Regions from separate parts of the Rattus norvegicus genome. Here region 2 is linked to region 1. Evidence: chromatin contacts called from public Hi-C data. All regions are on one chromosome and are shown on one strand. The core of a region is the stretch at or near the end of the contact, and the rest is flanking DNA. Distances in the headings are between cores, read along the strand shown. Region 1 holds the start of Pthlh (parathyroid hormone-like hormone). Region 2 holds the start of Ccdc91 (coiled-coil domain containing 91).

Region 1 (4,929 bases), core at 1,434-3,933:
TCCTTGAAAGCTGGATTTAGAAAACTGTCACTTACAGAGCAGGAGCCTAGACACTGCTCTTGAGTTCAGCGTTCCCATGAGTGTGGGCTGGTGCAGGGAGACCTTCAGAACCTCCCGTTTGCCAAGGTGCACAAGCCTTGCAAAGGAAGCCTAAGCAAACCTGTCACCTGATCAAGCACGTGACCCACTCATAAGCCTGGGGGTTGGGTTCCCACTCTGTTTCCTTGCCAACTTGTGACCTCTGAAGGATCAGAACTTAGATTATGATGTCATAAAACACCCTCCGCAGCCAAGGCAAAGAATCAGGTGCCGGGTAGATAAACACTAAAAGTAATTTCTATATCAAGAAAGGAAGAGTGGTCCACATGGAGCCTGCTTCCTAATAACGGAAAAGACCACTTACACAAAGCTTTTCATTCATTAAAGGCTTGATTTTACAAAACAAATATTTCTGAATGAGACTGGCAGGATGTCCCTTCTTTGGCCAGAATGTGGAGGAGCTTGTAACTCAAGGAAAAGGGAAAGCAGCACAGCATGAGGAAGTGTTTCATCCTGGGGCAATAAAGCTCATTCCTCATTGTCTATATTTTCTCTATAGTTTCTCTGCGATTTGAGGAGAGGAAATTCTTTTAAAATGGATGATGTTTTCCCATCAACCTCAGAAAAGATGGTGGGTGATTGGGTAGAGAAAGGAAGGAGGGAGAAGGGGGTCAGTTTTATCTAATTAGAAAAAAAAACAACATAAATCAAAGTACTGTATAGATTCCTGTCATTAATGCATAGTGGGTCTATTTTTTGTTCCAACCTTTTATTGGGGGAGTATTTTCTTTTTAAGTCAGAGGAATTTGAGACTTGGCAAAAAGTACCTTTGGGTTTTGTTTTGTTTTTTTTTTCTTGGTAGTGAAGCAAATATCATTTTAATGTTAAACAATCTCGCAGGAAACAGCAGGATGGTTCCTTTGTGAGTCCCTTCTTTTCCTCTCGTGGGGCTCCCCACTTCAGATCAATTAGGGCTCCAGCATCTTTGGGGAAGGGTTATCACAGAGTGTCACAGGCTCAAACGTTGTCTTTTCATGCCATCCAAGCAAGTCTAACAGTTACAAATCCTTAACTTCTTAAAGGACGTTATGGGAATTCCCGGGTTTCTTTTTAAGGTGGGAAGAAGCCAAGTTTTTTTTTTTTTTTCACAAGTATGAAGTTTAAAAGAATCAAGGAATGAGACAAGAGCTTCTGATGAGAGGGGACCCCGCCTTAACTGCTAGCCAGCAGCAAGGCTTCAGGGTGGAGAGGGGTGAGAAGTCCTAGCTGTACCCACCCCAGAAGTCTGTAGAGCATCAGGGAAGGCAGCCCGGGCCTGACAAAGGTCTCTGAGTGACAAACAGATGAAAATTTCCAGCAGGATTGTCCAGAAGACAAATTTCTTTGAGTGGTTCCTGGGTTCGTTTCAGCAGGATCTAGGACCTCGGGGAACCAGTTTACACACACACACACACACACACACACACACACACACACACACACTGGTAAGAACCAGTAGCCCACAACATTCTCCCCCTCTCCCCACCCACCCACCCAGCAGCGCTGAGAAGCTGAAACGACTGGAATAAGGTTACTCAGTGAATCTATAGCAGGACATAGAGTAGGTTATCAGAGGAAGAGTGGCTAAGAAGGATTCTGTGTGCTCCAGGTTCTCTGAGATCACAAAGTGGGTCTTCATCCTTGTTCACACACCCTTTCTAGGATCTGCTCCAGATGTGATGTCCCCAGCTGTTCTCAAACAGTTAAGACCAAAAATCGCCTTTGCTCTCCTGGGTGCTAGGGTTAGTCCCCTCCCCAGGGGAAGGCCATGCCAGGCAGGAAGGCTGGCTTGCAACAGTGCGAGCTTGCAAACGAGCTTGGGACTCTTGGGATTCGCAGGCCACCCGGAGTTCCTCCTTGCCGCCGGTGGGGACCAGGGCTCCTGGACCTGGGCTCCTGGACTCAGGCGGCAGCAGGCTGGTTCAGGAGGAGGAGAGCGTCAGATCGGCCCACGCGGGCCGGGACTGGGGTGGGGCTCCGTGGCTCCCAGCTCCCCTGTGCTCCCCGCCCCCGCCGGCCCGCTCACCCCAGTCTGCTCCGCCGGCGCGCGTTCCTCGGGCGCCACCTCTTTGCGACTCGCTCACTTCTCAGCAGGTTGGCCACAGAGCGTGTGAACCTTCCAAGGCTGGGCTCACAGCTCCTCTCCAACCTGCGCCGCCCCAGCTGGGCCGCTCCGCCCCGCCGCCGGAACCCGCCCTCGCGGCCACCTGGCCCTCGCATCCACGACACGCGCGCCTGCAACTTGTTCAAGGGCGTTGTGGAATCAACTTTCCGGAAGCAACCAGCCCACCGGAGGAGGTAGACCGACAGCTATGTATATATACGCTCTCTGCCGCAAGTGGCTTTGCACCCAGAGGCCTGGTGCGCAGGACAGCTGACTCCTGCGGGACACTCGCGTTTGAAGAGGGGTTCGCCCTGCCCCGCGACCCAGAGCGCTGCCGCCAAGACTAATTAGACATTGCTATGGGAGCCACAGCAACGCGTCACGCATCCCCGACGCCTATGTAAAACGTTCGGTCTTCGCTCTTTCAGAGGAAACTCTCTGATTGCTTTTTCCCTTCTCGGGTCCCTTTTTTTTTTTTTTTTTTTTTTTTTTTTTTTTTGCCTGTGCGGTTTGAGAGAGGCACAGTTGGAGGCGCTGATTCCTACAAAAGTAAGTGCTCAGGGGCTCGGAAACACTTTTTTGCTTTCTTTTTCTTGTTTTCTTTTTTCCTTATAACTTGTGAGATGCCCTCGACATTGGAGTGGCTTGTTGGGAAGCCACGGGGTTCCAAAAGAGGGAGAGGGGCAGTGAGAGGAAGAGATAGATGGAGAGCCAGGACTGACCCTCGGGTTCCACTCTTGCAGGTCCCCAGAGCCAGCGAGCGGCACGATGCTGCGGAGGCTGGTTCAGCAGTGGAGCGTCCTGGTGTTCCTGCTCAGCTACTCCGTGCCCTCCCGCGGGCGCTCGGTGGAGGGGCTTGGTCGCAGGCTGTAAGTACCGGATCTTCCTCCCGGGTGAGGGATGGAGGAGACCAGCACCAGAGGTGGCCGAACTGAGGCGGGCAATGCGGAAGCCAAGAACTCAGAGCCTTCCCTGATGCTCTCAACCTGAGTTAGACACAGTCACGGGGTACCTGCTAGCAACGGGCTGAGCCCAGGAGAGCCGGCTAGAGAGCTGGTGAGACCCTAAAAGGGACAATCAAGAAACAAGTTTGGTGTGCCTTTCTGTAAGAGGGACTCTTTTTCAGAATCTCTGCCGGCAAGATATCTGCCTGTAGGGAACCACCAAAGTTACTTTATCCACCAGGAGGTTCTGAAACTCATCAGGAAAACTGAGAGATTCAGGAGCTGTCTGCGCTTGTGTGTGTGTGTGTGTGTGTGTGTGTGTGTGTGTGTGTGTGTGTGTGTGTGTGTGTGTACGCGCGCGCGCGCGCGTGAATATGTCTAAATGAAGTGGGTGGCAGTTTGCGTGTGAGAAGCAAAAACTTTGTGCCTAGTTTCATTATGAATGACATAATTTTAAGCATATAAAACAGGACCGTGTTACATAACAAAGCATATTATATAATTTAGTAGTAACATCTTTTTAGTGGCAAATGTCCAACTTTAGTATCGATACCATTCAGGAAGGCGGTGTGCTTGCCTCCAAAATGGACTTTAGGTGTGGAAACTTTCTTTTTCCTGGAATTATTGCTAACGGTTCTTTAATCCGGAGTCGAAATATTTGCATTGTGGACTGAAAGCTTGTAGTTAGGCATTCTCAGCTGGCATTTCGGTCTCTGGTTTTTGTTTTCTTTAAGAAGAGTGATTTTGACTTTGAGATAAGCATACATCCAAGTACGCCAGCAAAATACCTCAGCAGTAGGCATGCTTGAATCTGACTGTCTTGATAGGCTACTGGGCACAGTTCATCGATGTGGATGTAATACCATCTAGGGCTGCATTCTCTTAACACAGACTCTGTTCGGGATGGGAAAATCATAAAGTTTAAGAACTGAGCCGTTTGGCTCTGGAGAAGGCATTAGGAGGACTTGCTCACCTCACAATAGAAGCAGCAATCTCTACCTAATATTTACAGTCAGGTTCCTGGCGCTTCTTGTAAACTCCCGAGGGTATACAAAAAGGCAACTGTTCAGCGCCTGCTTCTGGTCTATTCTTATTAGTTTGGCAGAAAAAATCTTTAAATGAAATTACTTTAGACATGTCTGGATCTTGGCACCAAAATGAAACTATTATGAATCTCCTAAGGCAAGTTGTGTAGAGCATTGTACTGGAGATAAGGCGGCATTGTCCCGAGAGCGAGTGTACTGCTGCCTTACTTCTCAAAATTGTCTTCAGACTTTTTGCTCATTTTTGAGACTTGTGTGAAATTCAATTACCTAGCATCCAAATATAAATTCAGATGAGCTGGATTTTTTTTTTAGAAAAAAAAAAAGCACACTTACATACTGTATTTATTTGGATAAGAATTTCTGTCTTGGAACAGAGCCAACTTTTTCTTTAAAGTTGCCTAATACCTATTTTCTCTTTTGAGAAAGAGTAAATGAGCCATGCTTGAGTCTACAATGACGGCATAAAAATAGCACTAAGCTATCCTTACATCTGTTTTTAACTCTTTCTTTGTTGCATCTTCCAGAACTGCCCCCTTGGAAACTACTTGGCAGCTAGGAACTCTGCACTAGCTCTGTTTGTAGGTGAAATATAATAGGGTAGTTAAATGCTCACACTTGGCTATGATTATAAAACTACAAGATAGATACCCCTATCCCTAATGTTAATAGCTCATCACGTCATAGCTGAGGTTTTTGAGGGAGTCAAAATCATCATAGCCAAATGGAGGGTTGTTTTCCTTTAACTCATTATTTTTGT
Region 2 (4,929 bases), core at 773-3,272, 200 kb before region 1:
TCCAGAGAGCTAAAGTTGGACAGAGGATGAATCCGAATCTGTACCCATCCTGGGTCATCCCAACGAGCAAACCGTGGTGATGTTATATGACCAGGCACTTGTCAGAGTGCACAGGAAGACATACTGAATGAGTTACTGGGAGGTCTACCCTGAACTAAAGTGAAAAAAATGCCCTTTGGGGAAAATGCGCATCAACTCTAGTTCAAACAAGCGGAAACCCAAGTTGCTGGAAACTGAAGGAGACACAACCAGAAACCAAACCCTAAAATGTACCAAATTAACAAACACATTAATACAGTGGCCTTTCAGAAATTTAATTTTACAGGAAATGACGAAACTTAATGGAAAGTTTTAAGGAACCAGTAAGCAATGGTGCTCTGTAATTGTGAACCATAGAATTTAAACTGTTTTCTCCTTTTTCATGAATAGAAGCCCACCTCAATCGATTCCCACTTGTCTTGTGTCATCGAGATTCCCCTCAAAATTTTCTTTATTAATAAAAACTCTATATTCTTTACAAATCTTATAGTAGCTGTGTGTTCAATAAAGTGTCCCATTAAGCAAAGTTCTGTCCATTCAAGCTTGAGACAAGATAATGACAGGCTCTTTTACACACACACACACACACACACACACACACACACACACACACACACCCAGAATGTGGGGGACAGAGACAGAGACAAGAGATAGAGGGAGGGAGGAATAGAAGGAGGAAAGGAGAGAACAACAGATGTTTCGCTGGGTGATTTTTTAAAGTTTTCTTTTTCTTTCAAGTATTATGAAGATTAGTATTTTTCTTAAAAACTCAAAAATCCTGGACTTTCTCATTTTGTTTTATGTTTTTTTTTCCATTTGGAGTATGATGTTGCTAGGCAACCAGTTCACATTTCCCAGCCCACTGAAACTCCTCCTAGCTATCATAGGGGACACCAAACTTCCTGACCGCTCACCAGGCAATTCTCCACTATCACAACACCTACGGGCACCAAGAAGGTGTAGCGGGCCTGGCGTCTTCCCTGAGCCATTTATCCCAACAGGTGAGGAACAGACAGCCCCCAAATCAACAGAAAGTGTGGCGGAAAGGACCACAAGTGCACTTCTCCCTGGTTGCTTGTCGCCCCTTCCTGAAGGCTTTTGTCTTAAATCCTGCGGTGAGTGTTGACCCACCCAGTGACAAGACAGCAATCCCTCAACCACGCAGCAAATATGTTCTACCACCATCGACCGAGCCGGGCGGTAAGGATTCGGAGCGGACGATGTGTCAGTGTCTGCACAGTGGAGGGAGACGTCGGAATTCGTGGGCGGCCTCTAAGGGACCTTAGCTGAGCCCAGAGAGGAGGACCAAGAGCGCTGTGGCCTCACCAACAGAGAGCTGCCAGAGCAAGGAACAACTCCTGTGCAAAGCTCCCTCCGGCGGAGGCGGCCTCGCAGGCGCCGCATCCTAGGGGCGGGGAAAGGTGTGTGACAGACAGAGGCCACGCGCTTCGCAAGGTGTTCCTCTCGGGAAAGAACCCGAGATGCCGCTGTGGGTGTGTCCTGCGATCAGATCTCCAAGAGGACTCCAGCGCGCCTTCCCAAGGTCTGAGACCGGAAGGGGTGCGCCGCTCGGTGCCGGCGGGAACAGCGACTGGGTCAACACTTCCGTTCCGCCAGGGCAACTGCGGCACAGCCAGGGAGCGCACTTCCTATGGCTCTCCACTCGGGACCACGCAAGTGCAAGTCTCCGAGGACGAGGGCGGGAGCGGGATGCCTCCCTAACCTAGGCCCTACGAGTGGCCCAGCCGAGACCTCACGGCTCGCGGTAGCTCGGCCACGTTCCCACCCGCGGCCGAGACCCGGACCCTGACGGCGAGCACCCGATTACCTGCTCCTGCCGCCGCCGCAGTGCTCCCCGCGCTATTGCGCGTCACACCCGGCTTTCAGGCACGTGCTCCGGGACACGGGACACGCAACCCCCCTCCCGGTGACTGCGGGTCCGGGAACCCACGTTGGGGCAGCCCACGCACCACCCGGCGTCCAGAACCTCCTCACCGGAAGTTGATTTCCACCTAGGCCCGCCCAGGCCTGCGCGCGGCGCTCCAGTCATCCGCGGTCGCATCACATGACCCCCAAGCTGAGGCCAGCTGAGCCTCATCTGGAGAGAGACCTAACCTGTGAAATGGACTAACCTGGTTTCACTACCCTGACCATCCTGATCCGTCCCTTAAACTTTGTCCTGAGCCAAAACAAACTATCCACTAAATATTCCTCCTACAAGAGATTCAGCAGGCTAGGGCACAAGAAGAACCTCCTAGTTGAGTGATCCTCAGGTAATTGCTCTCTGCGATAGATTGGCTTCGACTTAATGCTTTTCCTGACCTTTCTCAAGATCTACCTCCTAGTAAGGGTTCTCACTCTCCCTTAGTGGCAGACCCATCAAACCACATACCAAATCAAAATCTTTCTCCTGTCCAGAACTCGAATCTACCACAGAAGAGCCTTCTGCTCCCTTTGCCTCTTACAAGCAACCAAAAAAAATTGAGAACTGAATAAAGCACCTGGCACTATGACTTGCTCAAGAAATGTTTGACATGCTGTCTGGTCCTGTTGGCTTAGCAGAACTCTCAAGTTCCTGAACGTTACTAGGCTGAAAGCTTCTCTGAATTTTGAAGATCCGTGGCGCTGGGACTATAGCACCTGTAATCACTCTATCATAGCAGTTCATTCATATTCTGTTAAAGATGGTTGATTTTTCAGCCGCTCGACATCCTTATATCAAAGCTGTCCTTTTCCTGAGGGGAAGACACACACACATACTTGATAGGTTTTTGTTTGAAGGGGAGAGTAGTTGTATAGACTGTCATGACTGTTACGTGGAAATGGTCAACAGATAGCACACTTCTCAGATGATTTAAACAACATTCACTTAATTTTTATTGAATGTGTGCTATTTACTTGGGACTAGTCAAGTGGTAACAATCTGGGAGTGAACTAGATACGTCCAAGATGTTTTACTGCCCAGTACCCTAATCTTTGAGTGTAAGTCTGTGGGCAACTTCTACTCTTCATACAAGGGGCATTTGTTGGGAATTGCTTTTCTCTTCCTTCCATGGAACAAAATTGAACTGTCTTTAATCTCTAATCAAAGTGGGAAGTGTCAACCGGATCTTGACACAAATCCACTGAACTGGGCAACCTGAAATCATTAGTGAACGGCTGTAATCCTGAGAAGATCACCTCTTCTGATCTTTTTCCACCCCACCCATTCTTTGCAGAAACAAGGTGTGTTTCTCTTAGATAAATCTGATGCTTCTTTACACATGTATACTTTTATTACCAGTTCAGTGACAAGTCAAGGACCACTTCTTACTTGTATACTCAGCAAGCTGTTTTCCATTTCTCCTTGTACATCTAGAGTCTGGTAGTCAAGAAAGTGGAAAGGCATTCAATAAACATTTCTTAAACTGTTAATATCAGTGTGTCACCTTGTCTTTTCTCTCTTTGTGCTAGAAGCCTTAATGCCTTTGGTTTTTCCATTGAAATGTCTGTAGGCTCACTCTATCTCACCTAATCCAAAATTTAGTATTACATGGACTTAATAGCAATGGTAGTAACATCAGTAGAGCATTCTGTGTGTACAGCATTAAGAAAAATCGAATAAAAATATGTTCTCTTAATGTGTACTGTTTAATCTCTTTTCAAATAAGAACACAGACTCGGGAAGAATGGTTTAACATCCTGTAGAGCAAGATGGAAAGCCAGATTTACCCAACAGAATGATTGTTGATCCCTACAGCACACCACCCCACCTTCAAGACACTGCTTGTTAGTCATCAGAATCTCACCTCAGAAGTCCCTCAAAGTAATCTGTATTTTTTAACTTAAAATGTTTTACATGCTCACACGTAAGCACCCATCACCATGGTCAATTTTATTATTTCTAATTTCCAAAGGAGATCCCATGCTCCTGAGCAGTGCTTCCCTTCCTCCATCTCTTTGCACATCACGCATGCCCTAGGAAACATTAATCCACTTCTGTCACACATGTTGCCTCAGGTTATGTCTTATACACACAAAGTGTGACCTTTTGTGCCTGGTCTCCTTCACTTAGCATACCATAATGTCTTGTGTTTCCACTTACATGGATAAATACTTCTATGAATGGTCTTCTAGAACTTCTGCAGTGACCCTCACCAAGTGGATAGATACTGGACATAGACTGTAGCTGCCGAGTCACATGCTAGTTCTACCCTTTAGGAAGTCTGAGCCTCTTCTACACCATGTTACACTGCCTTCTGCAAGAGGAGAGGTCTTTCATCTCTGCTGTGCCTCACCTGTGGAGCACACACCTTGATCTTGATTACTCAGCACAGTGCTTCTGCAAGCTGTCTGAGACCCATAGAACCTGAGATGAGGAGTATGGCCCACCATCAAGAAGAGCAAATGTAGAGAAAGATGCAGTCAAATCAGAAGTGAGGCTGAACCAAATGAGAGGCACTGAGTGTTCCTCTCAGCCTGGCTAACCAGGAGATGTTGCTCATTGACTAAAAAGCTCAAGACAAGCCCTGAAGAATCAGTAGGAACCAGTCCAGCTAAGAAAGAGGGGTATGCTCCAAACAAAGAAGGGAAGGAGGAAAGAAGGAGAGAAAAAAAGGAGAAGGAAGGATGTTTTCACTTGCCTGGAGGTGTAGGATAGATACAATTCGTAGGTTGGTATAGTGAAATCAAAGATGGTGGTGAAGAAAGGCCATGACAGCTGTCAGTTCAAAACATAGCCTCCATCCCATTAAAAAAAAGGGGGGGGGTATTTTATTGGTATCCTAATATAAGTAATCATGGACCCGGAACAGTGTCTCAAACTACAACAAAAATGATGTATTCCACCATGGATAAGATTGTGTGACCTTTTCATCGTCACAGGACAAAATAAAGTCGCAAATGGATGCG

The links. Hi-C and Micro-C count contacts between places; a contact is called where the count stands out from the background.
Region 2: a contact with region 1 is called in a Hi-C map of Schwann cells, with 4 times the contacts expected there. The contact joins the promoter of Ccdc91 here to the promoter of Pthlh in region 1. A contact is called at or near these places in 3 of 12 Hi-C or Micro-C datasets (Schwann cells, mammary epithelial cells and psoas muscle).

The regions. Positions count from the first base shown.
Region 1 is chr4:181,928,208-181,933,136 of GRCr8, reverse strand. It overlaps Pthlh (parathyroid hormone-like hormone), which reads left to right and starts at 2,683. Exons shown (of 4, transcript NM_012636.1): 1 at 2,683-2,731; 2 at 2,926-3,051. The coding sequence starts at 2,951.
Region 2 is chr4:182,130,066-182,134,994 of GRCr8, reverse strand. It overlaps Ccdc91 (coiled-coil domain containing 91), which reads right to left and starts at 2,022. Exons shown (of 13, transcript NM_001014061.1): 1 at 1,868-2,022.